Linked DNA regions of Ovis aries: region 2 is linked to region 1. A link is a contact called in public Hi-C data. All regions are on one chromosome and are shown on one strand. Each heading gives the region's core, a stretch centred on a gene start, on an enhancer-like site or on the middle of the called end of the contact. The rest is flanking DNA. Distances are from core to core; before and after follow the strand shown.

The links. A called contact is a pair of places that touch in the nucleus more often than the background predicts.
Region 2: a Hi-C map of tail adipose tissue shows a contact between it and region 1, with 4 times the contacts expected there. The contact joins the promoter of ADGRL1 here to the promoter of GIPC1 in region 1. A contact is called at or near these places in 3 of 16 Hi-C or Micro-C datasets (blood, liver and tail adipose tissue).

The regions. Positions count from the first base shown.
Region 1 is chr5:9,602,867-9,609,213 of ARS-UI_Ramb_v3.0, reverse strand. It overlaps GIPC1 (GIPC PDZ domain containing family member 1), which reads right to left and starts at 3,735. Exons shown (of 11, transcript XM_060416266.1): 1 at 3,666-3,735; 2 at 3,046-3,100; 3 at 2,763-2,909; 4 at 2,012-2,224; 5 at 1,144-1,198.
Region 2 is chr5:9,831,002-9,837,348 of ARS-UI_Ramb_v3.0, reverse strand. It overlaps ADGRL1 (adhesion G protein-coupled receptor L1), which reads right to left and starts at 3,814. Exons shown (of 24, transcript XM_060416268.1): 1 at 3,746-3,814; 2 at 2,789-2,922. It overlaps LOC105610497 (a long non-coding RNA gene), which reads left to right and starts at 4,193. Exons shown (of 2, transcript XR_006059833.2): 1 at 4,193-4,254.

The sequences.
Region 1 (6,347 bases), core at 2,486-4,985:
CTGCCCTCAGTAGGATCCTGTCTCCCCAGCAACAGTATAAGTCCTACCTCTGGGGTCCCTTATTCCTTGCTTCCCAGAATAATTCTGGACACAAAGTAGGTGCTTCATCTAACCACGAAGACACTAAGATTTTGTTTTTCACTCCCCTTCTAATCAGTGATACTAAACAACCTTTAAAACATTTGAAATCATTTGGATTTGCCCTTTTGTAAACTGTCTACTTAAGTCTTTGACGATTTTTAAACACCGCATTCTTTTTTCTTGCCATGCCACGTGGCTCATGGGATCTTAGTTCCCTGACCAGAGATTGAATTCTGGCCCTTAACAGCGAATGAGCAGAGTCCTAATCACTGAACCACCAGCGAATTCTCTAAAACTGCATGGTTTGTTTTTAATTGCAATGTCTAGTCTTTTTTCTTATTGATTTGTGGGAACTCTTTACATATTCTAAATACTAGAAATAAAATACATTCTGAATGAATAAACTGGTACTGCTCTGTCAAGTTATTTCACTATACTCCCTTAACGATGCTTCCAAAAACAACAAAAAACCCACATCACCACCTCCCCTGGCTTCCCTCCTGCCACTCCCCATACATCTTAGCAGAATGCAAAGAACATAAATATTAAACCTGGGTTTGCCACTTATTAGTTGGGCAAATGTCTTAACCTTTCTGAGTTCCAAAGAAATCATACATGTGTTTGGAACAGTTCCTGGCACCCAGTAAAGTGAAAGTGAAGTCACTCAGTTGTGTCCGACTCTTTGTGACCCCGTGGACTGTAGCCCGCCAGGCTCCTCTGTCCATGGGATTCTCCAGGCACGAGTACTGGAGTGGGTTGCCTTTCCTTCTCCAGTAAGAGTTCCATAAATGCTGGTGACAATTACTACTATTTCTATCTGTATCATCTTTAGTCAGCTGCCAAGATTCACACTCCCTCCTTTTTCTAGGGCCCCTACATCCTGCTCACCAACTCCCAACTTCCTTAGTCTGCCTACACTTGATGCCCTGGTTCAGGCTGGCTGCATGTCTTACCCAGGACAGGGAAATAATGGTGGTAAGGAAAGTGGGTGGTTTATGAATTTGTTTTCCAGGCCAGAAGAGGCAGAGTGGCCTGGGTTCAAATCCCACCCCTGTCACTTACCAGCTGAGTGGCTGTGGGCAAGTCACTTCACTTGATGGCGCTTTAGTTTCCTCATCTGAAAAATGGGCAGAATTACTGTCTCTCAGAGTGCTTATGGGAATCCAAAGAGTTTATGCAAGTAACTCAATTAGCACTTTGCCTGACATTTGATTTAAGAAAATTATTACTCTCACTGTTATTACTGCCTCTTCCCTTGCCCTGCCCAGGGAGTCCCCTCTGCCTGTCAAGGCCTACTCCTGGCCACCTCCTCCAAGCAGCCTCCTCGGCTTGTCCCTGCCTGTTACAACCACCCCTGTGGTCTAGACAACTCAGGCCCACGGACTTAATTACATGCTGTTCTGGCAGAACCCTTGTCTTCCAGTCTTAGGCTGTTATTTCACTTCATGTCTCTATTTTAAAACATAAACCAGATCGTGTTGCTCCCCAGCCTCAAATCTTACATCAGTTTCCCACGTGATAGAAGAAAAGCTCTAAACTCCTTAATGTGACCCACAGATCCCCACAGAATCACACTGTGGGTTCTCTCCTGCCCCAGCCATACCATGCCAAGCTTGGCCCAGCCTCAGAGCCTTTGCCTTGGCTGTGCCCCCTACCTGATCCTTACAAAGCTGGCTTCTTTTTGTCATTCAGATCTTGGCTCCAAAGTTACCTCCTCCGAGATCCCCCTTTCTTACAGATTCTACCATGCCACTCCCTCATATTTTATTTATAGCATTTATCAACCTCTTGCAAGTGTTTTCTTTATTTACTTGTTATTAACAACTTGTTTGTTGCCTGTTCCCCCCCCCCCCCCATTAGAATGGTAGCTGCCCAAGAGCAGGGATTTCTGTTGTGGTCACTACTGTATCCTCTATGCCAGGAACAGTACCTGGCCTGTGGTGGTGGTGGTGGTTTAGTTGCTAAGTTGTGTCCAACTCTTGCGATGGCCACCAGGCTCCTCTGTCCATGGGATTTCCAGGCAAGAATACTGGAGTGGGTTGCCATTTCCTCCTCCAGGGGATCTTCTCGACCCAGGGATCAAACCTGTGTCTCCTGCACTGGTGGGAGGATGCTTTACCACTGAGCCACCAGGGAAGCCCACCTGGCACATAGCAGGTACTTAATTAATATGTACAGAACGAATGAATAATGTGTCTTACGCCCTCATTCTGACTACTCTCTGAGCCCCTCTAGCCTCAGAACATGCCTACTGTACCGTTTCAAACTGCCACCTCCCCACCACACTCCCAGTCTCCTCTTAAACTTGAACACAGGTATGGAGAAAATGAGCTTCAATTCAGCTAGTGGCACTGAGCAGGTTGGCTGGAATCCCACATCCCTACCCTCTCTTCACTGGGAGGGCCCGGAACTTAACAAGCCTACAGCCACACAGCGTTGCAATGGGAGGAGCAGGAAATGGGAAGGGGGTTCCTGAGAGCTCACACAAGCTGGGAAGGGGACACCACGCCCATGCTCCCCTTTTTGGCAGTGCATTGCTTGGAAGAGGAGGGCAGGAGGCCTCTGAATCAGTCTTGAAAAACCGGCTCATGGGTGTTTCCAGGGAGAATGCCTACTGTCCGCGGCCCAGGCCTCCCTAGGGGCCCAGCAGCCACAGGACCCCAATGGTCCCCACCACCCACCTATTTCTCCCACAGATGTCTCTCTCTTCTTAGGACCCAGTAGTCTGGCCTTGCTTTTCCAGCTTTGGGGAAAAGGGACATGGGGGCAGCTTCCTGTCTGAGCAGCTGGTGAAAACGAAGACCAGCAGGTGTGCCCCAGATGGCTGCCTGGTTGGAGGGAATGGAGTGGGAGGAGCTGGTCAGAAACACCTGAGCCCTGAAGCCACTGGATACCTAGTCTAGTGGCGGAGATTCCAGTTCTGGACTCTGAAGCATGGGTTTGAGTCCCAGATCTGCCACTTACTCGCTGTGTGACCTTAGGCAAGACACTCCACCTCTCTGGGTCTGCTGCTTCACCTCTGAAAGAAGTAACAGCAACTTCCATGAGGGGTGATTCAATGATCCGCATGGTAAATACCTGACACGGAAGTGTTCAATGAATGCTAGCCCGGGTGATTGTTTTCATTATTACAATCGGGACCTCGATCCTCCCAAGGCGCACCCCACCCCCTCGCCAGGCCCTGGACGAGTGGGACAAGGCCAGCTTCGGGGACAAGGCCAGCTTCGGGGACTTGTCAGAAATACCGACTCTGCGCCTGTCCCCACCGGGAGGGGAACTCTCCAGAGGTGCAGGGGGCTGGGGTGCGGCTGGAGACGACATCCCGGCGCCGGGAGGCGTTCACCCCTGACCTTAGAGGGAAGGCAGGCGGTCCTCCGGGAAGGGGACTCGGACGTTTCCCCCCACCCCGTCCCGCCCCTCCACCCCACTCAGCCTAGACCTCCAGCCGCGTCCATGGGGCCGGCCCCACCCCGCAGGATAGGCCGAATCTCCGCGGGTTCGCGATCTCGCGGGTCTGCTCCGGGGTCCCCTCGAGCGGCCGCGATGGACCACCCCCTCGCCCCTGCCTTGCCGGGTATACTCACCTGAGCCTCCTTAGCCGCCGCCCAGCTCGCCCAGCTCGGCCCTCCGCAAACTCTGGCCCGGGCCTCTCCCGCAGCCACCGCCAGGGGGCGGGGCTGGCGCCCGCATCTGGCCAATCAGAAACGGCCGCCCGGCGCTCGCGGCCAATCCACTCCACGCCGCCCCCCTGCGGGTGGAACCCGAAGGAAACATTCCAGAGGGATCCCTGCGCTGCACGCGATTCTTCACGACACCTCCCCCGCCGCGGAGCGTTGGACCTTCCCACCCCTCCTAAGCCGCGGCGGCCTGTTCCACCGCGAGGCGGCGGAAGGGGGAGCTGAGGCCGAGCCCGAGCCAATCTCTGGGAGGAAGGAGGCCAGCGGCCAATGGGAAGCTGGGGCCCCCGGACCACGTGTTCTTGGCTAAGTGTCCGTGTGGGGTGCTGTGGGTGCTAAGAGGCGGGGGACTAGTCGTGGAAGTCAGGTGACCGATACTGAGTTTGGGGGTGGGGAGGGGGAAAGGATACAAACTTCCAAAGTCCAGAAAAGGGAACCCTTTAGGATACCCGGAGGGGGCCAAGGGCGGTCCCTAATCCAGTCCTCCACTTGGCCTGCCCATGTCTCAGCTCGGCCACCCTCAGAGCGGATAAAAAGATGTATTCATTCTGGGCGGGAGGGCGGGGGACTGAGATGAATAGGGAGGGTCCCGCGTGTCCAGCGTCCTGGATGGACAATGGACAAGGGCATTCATTCATTCATTTACTCATCAAATATTTAAGGCGCTCCTGCTCCGTGCCAGGCTCTGTCCTATCTCAACAGATACGTCTACGAGTAAGCTGAATGAATATGCTCTTGGTAAAGGGAACGGGGCATGCAAAGGCTTGGAGGGCGGACAGAGAGATACAGCACACTTTAGGAGAGTGCAATAGCGAAGGAGTTTGCAAAGCAGCTAGCAAAGCATCTTTAGGTTGCAGTGGTACGAAAGACAAGGGCAAAACGGTCTGTTCGCTTGCTGGTTGACCAGTGGATATTTATTGAGCACATATTATGTGCTAGATTACAAAGGATACCCAGCCAACCCAAGTCTCAGCCCTGAGGGAGCTGACATTCACGAGTCTGTCTCCATCTCTGTTCCCTCTCTGTCCCCCACCCTCCAGTCCTGAGAATGGCACAGAGCAGGGTTTCAGTATACATATGTGGATGAAAGAACTAGGTAATCTCACCATCTCCAGGTCTGGCTTGTAACTGAGATTTCTTAGGCAGAAGCAGGTACAAGAAACAAAGACACAAATGCACCCTTCCCAGGCCAGGACAAACCTAGACAGCATATTTAAAAAAAGTGAAGACATCACTTTGCCAACAGAAGTCTGTATAGTCAAAGCTGTGGTTTTTCCAGTTGTCATGTAGAGATGTCAAAGTTGGGCCATAAAGAAGGCTGAGCACCGAATAAGTGATGTTTTCAAACTGTGGTGCTGGAGAAGACTCTTGAGAGTCCATTGAACAGCAAGGAGATCGAACCAGTCAATTCTAAAGGAAATCAACCCTGGATACTCATTGCAAGGACTGATACTGAAGCCCCAGCTTTGGCCACCTGATGCGAACAGCCGATTCACTGGAAAAAACCCTGATGCTGGGGAAGACTGAGGGCAGGAGGAGAAGGGAGCGACAGAACGTGAGATGGTTAGATGGCATCACCAACTCCTTGGACATGATTTTGATTATCTCACTATTGGGAGAGAGTGAAGGACGGGGAAGCCTGGCATGCTGCAGTTCATGGGGTTGCAAGGAGTCAGCTACTATTTAGTGACTGAACAACAGGCCAGGAGAGTCAATTCTCAGGACAGATGAGAGTTCCTTGTTCTAGGAACAACCCAGCCACTCAGACAGCTGGGGCTTCAGCTGTTCAAGCCTCATGAAATGAGTCTTTGCAATTCCCTGGTTGAGCTGCTGCATATTCCAGCTGGGCTAGGGCCTGCAGAGCAGTAAAGTGAAGGGGAGAATGGGCCCTGGGCTGTTGCTGAGGGCTGCCCGGCCAGCCCCACCCAGCTGGCAAATACTGAAACTGCTGTGGCAGCGGGCACAGCGATTGTCCTTCTCTTCCTGTTCTGCTGACCTCTGCCACCCCCACTGAGCTATCGATTGCCTCTGGCTAAGCCAGTGCCCTCTGTGGGACTGTCTCCACCGTGCTGCTTGTGCCTGACACCTGAGCTGCTTCCTTCTACACACCTGGAGAGACGGCACATGAGACATGGGGACAACAGTGTCCTGAACAGAATCCACCTGAAGCCACCTGTTGACTGATGAGGAAGTGCCCGCGGAGGGGTGAGCAGGTGGCCCAAGGGCACAGCGCAACACTGGGTATCCCCTTCCTTCTTGATTTTGTAGCTCAAGAGGTTGGGAGGCCTAACTGACGAGGAGCTCAGATTTTTTAAAAAAATATTTATTTTAAATTGGAGGATAATTGCTTTACAATCTTGTGTTGGTTTCTGCTGTCCAACAATCAGCCGTAAGTATACATATATCCTCTCCCTCTGAGCCTCCCTCCCACCCTCACCCCCATCCCACCCATCGAGGTCATCACAGAGCCCTGAGCTGAGTTCCCTGTGCTACACAGCTGCTTCCCACTGGCTGTCTGTTTTACACATGATAGCGTATATGTGTCCGTGTTTCTCTCTCAATTCGTCCCCCATGCCCCTGTCAGGAGCT
Region 2 (6,347 bases), core at 2,565-5,064, 230 kb before region 1:
ACAGGTACCCACAGGTCACAGCAGCCTGGACTCTCAGGGCGGTGGGATCCGCTCCCAGGCCTCTGTTCTGCAGCCCCCCTGCCACCTGGGACCCCTCTTCCTCTTTCATCAGGGTGGCTGAGCCCAGGGCTGGGAGGGGTGCTGGTGCAGTCAGGTATAGTTCCAGACCCAGGGAACCCCCATCTCAGGAGCATCACCCCCCTCCTCACCTCCCTGGAGGGTCTGGAGGAGGGGAACTGTCTGGCGTCTGGAAATTGAATCCTTGAGAGGAGCCCACACAGAAATCAGAGCCTTCTGTGTGTCCTTGGTCACACGTCTGGGTCTGGCTGGAGAGATAGGATAGGGCAGTGACTGACAACTTCAGCTCCCTGTGGCCAACAGGGGCTGGGACGGGGACAGCGGGTGGAGACTGCTCCTCCTGTTCTCCATCAGGGGCACCCGCTCTGGGGCCAGGCAGCACAGCCTCCTGGGCTTGGCACCCCTACCCCCTGATGCCCAGGCTGGGGCTGAAGCACCATGCTCTCTCCTGTCAGCCCCCCACATGCGGTGGTGCCCAAGCCAGGACCAGACTGCTTGATGCAAACAGACTCCAGAGGGGCCAGGGGCCCCCCGGCTCCTCCCCTATGGCCCACCTCCCAGGAGAAGGGCAGGCTGGGAATAGAAACCAGGCTTAGAGTCTCCTGCCTTCCACCTCCTCCCTGCAGGCCCCACGGCGCCCAGGTGCGGCTGGTCCCCAGTTCCCTGCCCTCCCTCAACCTGGGCATCCTCTCCACGCCCAAGGGCAGCAATCAGCATGGATAGGCCAGCTTCCCAGGAGAGGGGGTTGGGGTGGGCATCCCATCGAGAGCAGGAGTGACAAGCATGGGGTGAGCTGAGGCCCCGAGGGAGTTCCCTGAGAGAGAGAAGGAAGAAGGTGGCAATGCCATTGGAAGGCCGGGCACTCACATGTGAGCACACACGTATGTGGCTTGGTGCATGGGGGCCCTTGCTGCCAGCCAGGGATCGAATTAGTTCCCTTTTCCGCTTTCCAGATGATTTTTCATCTCTGTAATTAATGGGCAAGTCAGTTCTGAACAGCATGGCAGGCAAATTACTAGTTAGGAAAATCACGGATAATTTTCTCGATATGATAATGAAGGTTGTATTCCTTCTCTTATTCTCCCTGTTTTCATCCTACTTTTAAGTAATAAAACCGGCATTAGAATTTGGGGGTGGGGGAATGGGGAGGAAGGAGACGTCACCTGCCCCCACAGCTAGGGCCTGACCCACAGCCCCCGGCCATCAGGCAGATGGAGAGAATGAGAGACGGGGACCCTGCGTGGGACACCCTGATGACCCATTCAGGGTGCCAGGCCTAGGAGACCAGGTGGAGGGGCGGGCAGCTCCCAGGCTGTTAGGCCTTGGGGCGGGGGAGTTGGGGTCTGGGGTCAGGTTACAGGTTCCCGCCCGGCCCTTGGGTGCTTGGAGAGGGGAGCAGGGATCACCCGCCTCTCCCCAAGCAGAACTGAGATCCACCAGCCCTGAGCAGACATCTACTCTCAGGTGTCCTCCGTATCTGTCTCCCAGACTGTCCAAACCCCTCTCATCGGTGACTCCTGCAGCAGCGAGGAGAACAGGGCAAGCCGAGAGAGGGAGAGAGAGGCAGAGAAAGAGAGAGGCGGAAAGGCAACCAGCCATCTTGGCAGCCATCTTGAACCCCTCCCCCTGCTCCCCCAGCTCACCACATGTTTGGATGTGGGCAGAGGAACCCAGGCCCCGGGTCCTGCAGGAACCAGGAGGAAAGGGGGCCCTGTCTCAAGGCTGCGACGGAGGGACACCCACTCGGCTGCCATGACTGTGTGCGCGCGCGGGGGGCGGGGGATGGGGGAGGGAGGAGCGGACCGCGAGGAAGGTCCAGAGAGGGGCCGGGCAGGGATGGGGCTGGGCGCTGACCGAGACTGGAAGGTTAGGGCCAGGGATGCGTGTGAGGGCTGTGTGCGGGCGGGGGCGGTGCGCCTGTGGGGCCACTTTTTGGCCACGGCGGGAGCACACACACAGCGCTGCCCAGGCTCTTCTGGCACGGACTCCCGTCCCAGACAGATGGAAAGATGACAATTGAAACCCCAAGCTCTCCTCGGCGAACACCTGGGAGAGTGGGAGGGCTGGCCCTCAAAGCCCGAATCCGGGTGGATGAACCCCAACAGCTTCCCAGGCTTAACCCGGTACCGCGGAGGGAAGATGCTGTCGACGGCTACGGCCGGCCAGACACCCAGTCAGACCCCTCCCCATCCCCCGCGCCTCTGCCTCCCAGAGAAAAACAACCCCCAGCCCGGCTTCGTGGGGTGCCAGCCCCCGACACGGCTCCTCCGGGGGCTGGGGCCGGCGCGCGGCGCGCACACGCACCCTCTCCGCTCACACCCAGACACCTACACAAACAGGGCGCCAAGCACCCGCGCGCACACGCACCGGGGACACGCAGGCACTGCCGCGCCGCTTCCCCACAAAGGCTGGCGCGCGCGCGGGCACACGCAGCCACGCGCGGGCACACTCGCGGCTCCCTCCCCCCACGGGCACCCCGCGGCCGCGCATCCGCACACCCCCGACAGTCCACGGGGGCTGCCCCTCCCGGCCCCCTCACCGGTGGGGTGAGGTGCAGGCCGCCCTCCATCCCCCTCGCGCTCAGGTGCTGTGACCCGCGGTTCCAGCATCCCCTCCCCCTTCCTGGCCCGGGCTCCCATCCTCCCTACCTCGGCCCCCACACCTGGCCCAGGTACGGCGTCTCCCTCGCCCGGGGTCCTTAGACACTCACCTGTCCAGCGCTGCTCCGGGGTCGGCCTTGCGCGTCTCTCCTGCGGCTCCGCGAACCCAGGACCCCTGCCCGGCACATCTCCCGGAACCGGGACAGGGGGGAAATCGGGCGAGGGGTAGCGGGGCCCAGAACCGCTGTCACCAACCAAAAATTAAAAAAAAAAAAAAAAAAGAAGAAGAAGAAGAAGAAGCGGATTACACAGCTCCAAAGGCGGCCCCCTCGCGGCGGCAGAGACTCGGGGCTGGGGGCGAGCGTCCGCGCCCCTCCCGGGGAGGGAGGCGGCGGGGCGGGGGCGGTGTCAGAGCTCCGGGGGCTGGGGCGAGGCGGAGCCCCCCGAGGCGGCGCCAACAGCTGCCCGCATCTTCCCCGCAGCTCCGCGGCCCCGACGGAGGCGGCACGTGTGCGCCCAGGCGACTTCCCAGCCCCCTCCGACGGCGGCAGCCGAGGGGTTAACGGAGCAGCTAGGGAGCCCCTGCAGCCCCCCGCCGCCCGGCGGCGCCGCTCCGGGGCCCACGCGGCCCCATTCGCCGGGGCCTCCTCGGCAGACGGCGGGGCGGGGGCGCCGCAGCGCCGACAACTCCCGCGCCGACGGCTCGGGCTCCCCGCAGTGGCCACGGGGGGCTCGGGTAGGGGGCGGGCGGCGCGGAGCTTGTTGCGGGGGGGCGCGGTTGTAGGCGGGCGCGGCGGCGTCGCGCCCCCGGGGTGGCCAGATGGGGGGGCGCCGGGCCGGGCCCGTGGGCACCGCAGGACGCGCGGACCGAGCGGGCGCCGGGCACCAGCAATGACAAGCCGCCTGCTCGCCCCTCTCCCCGGCGCACCCGCTCCGGGAGGGGGACGGCGGGCACGCACAAAACCCGGCCCGGAACCGCCGCCCGGGACCGGCCGCCGCAACCTGCCCCAGCGCACCGGAGGCCGGCCCGAAAACCCGAGATGGACTTTCCTCCCCTTCGCCCCCACCTCTAGTCCCTATGGAAAAACCGGGAGAGGGAAGGAGATGTGCTGGATCCCAGCGTTGGAACGGGAAGTGGGGGAGGGGAGACAGGCTGGAGGAAGACCCGGAGCGGATTTTGCAGGTAGTGGAGTAAAAGGCGCTTTGCCCGGTGAGGGGAGAAATGAGAGCGATCTGGAAGGGGTCTGCAAAACCCGGGTTGGATTAGACAGAGATGGGAGGAACGAAGGCAGCTGCGACAGGGCCAAATGCACCCCGGGCACGCAAATTTCGGGCCGGATTCTTCCTCGGGAGACGGAGTAATGCGTCATGCCTAATGCAGTGGAAACAAGCAAGACCTGGCCTAGAGTTTCCAGACCTGGGCTCGCAGGGGGCTCCGGGAGGGGGCTATTTAGTGGCTGAGGCGGCGTGGGCTGCCCTCGTCTTCCTGGCAGCGACGTGCAAGAAGGAGGGGCAAAAGGAGGGCTGGACTCGGGCACGAAAGGATCTGGAGCGCCGGCTGCACCGAAGCAGGCAGGTAAAAGCGGTTTCAGGATCCAGGGGCGATGCGAAGGGAATGCAATGAGGAGGCTGCTACCCTGGGAGACCAGACCTACAATATAAGGCAAGGGAAGACCGTAAAGCCAGGACTGGAGTGTGCGGGATGGGACAAGACCCTAGCTAAAGATCTGTGGCAACTGGTCAAGGACTGGGAACTGACCGGGTCGCAGGAGCGGAGAGGGTGGGTGTTTGGGGGAGGTTAGTATCTATAAACGCCTCAAAGGTCTTGCTTTGGGTTGGGGGGGGGGGCGAGAGAAAAAATTGCATTTTAGGTTTTCGGCAAGAGCAAAAACTCGGTATGGATTTCCGCAGCCGAGCGACTATACTGCAGCCGGTGGACTTGAAGTAGGACAAGGAACCAGCGGGTTCCTAGGCATCTGGCCGAGTGAGGCCTGGGGCCGGCTTCATGCTGAAGCTGCAGAAGGGAGCCCCGCACCCCATCTCCCTGGTTGGGGAAGGCAGTCCGACTTGGCGTGGATTCCCAGAGCCAGAGCTGTGACTGCCAAGACCCACAGTGGGGGCTATAAAACCGGGCCCCAGGCCAAAAATAGGCACTTTGGCAGAATAGACAGCTCAGTGCAGGGTGGGGGCTGAGGTAAAACTAGAGGGGGGCAGGTACTAGAAGGTCCTGAGAGGTAAGACCCGGTGAGGATCTCGGGAGAGTGGACCTGGAAGCCTGGCCCTGGAAGCCTGGCGTTTTATGAAGGTAGGGTGCAAGGGGAAGACTGATGGATGGGAAGGAGCAAATCCCTGGTTTGGATCCTCAGGGAAGGGAACCATCCAGTGGCAGGCTAATTAGCACGCGGGCCAGAGCATACAAAGTCCAGGCCGAATCTCAGGTAGACACAGAACAGGCAATAGTGGGGAGAGTGGGGCAGACAAGTCTGACCTGGATTATAGAGGAAGGGGATGTGCTGAGGATGAGGAAGATGGCAAACCCTGGTCTCTATCTCCAGGGAAGAGAATGCATTGCCATTCCAACTTGGCTCTGCAGAATGGGTGAGGAATTGGGAAACAGCATGGAAGTAGCAATGGAAAGGGTTGGGGTAATAAATAGATAAAACTTGGGGCAGGCTTAGAGGGGCACTATAAAAATCTAAGAAACCCTAAGAGGAACATCTGCAAGTGAATGAACCCATCCTCTAAAAATCCCTTCCCAGAAGCCTGAATTTAGGGAAAAGCAGAGACTCCCCAGGTGGTACAGTGGTAAAGAATCCATCTGCCAGTGCAGGAGATGCTAGAGATGTGAGTTGGATCCCTGGCTCGGGAAGATACCCTGAAGAAGGGAATGACAACCCACTCCAGTATTCTTGCCTGGAAAATTCCACGGACACAGTCTACAGTCCATGGGGTTGCAAAGACTTGAACAGGACTGAGCATGCTCAGAGACGCCAGACTTCCAGGCTGACCTGGTAACCAGGGGCTACCTCTATGGCACCCACCACCCTCCACCTGCTTCTGTGGGCAACCATCATTTCAGGACTGGGCAGGGATTCTTATAGCCTGGAACTGGGGCCAAATAGAGCCCGCAGACTTCAAGGGTGGAGACAGTAGGCAGCTAACTTCATTCCTCCTTCACACCCAGGGTTCCGTGTCTGTAGACCTTGGGCCTTAAATATGGATGGCCAGGCCCATCGGCTGGATCTAAGGGGCCAAATATGTATGAAGTGGAGATTGGTGGCTGCGGAGGGTGTCCTATCCATCTATGGTTGGTGCAGTACCAGGATGGGAGAATGGGGGAGGTTTCGCTTCTCCACGCGTCAGTTTCCCACTTTGAAATATCTCCGCAGCACCTGGTAGGATCCATGAAAGGCTTTGGCGGTACCGCAGGGGGCAACCAGGAACCCTCCCCCACATCCACACAGCCAGCTTTCTATAAACCTGGCGGGACTGAAAGGGGGAAGAACGTGCAGCTCAAGGAAGGCTGAGCATCACCAGAGCCCCCTGGCTCCTAGTCCTCCCACCATCCCGCTGTCCAGCCCTGAGTAGCTCACCCACCTGCTCTATGGAGAGACCCTCGGAACCAATGAATGTGCCTGGGGGACGGTACTAACTTGCGTTCTTCAGGGG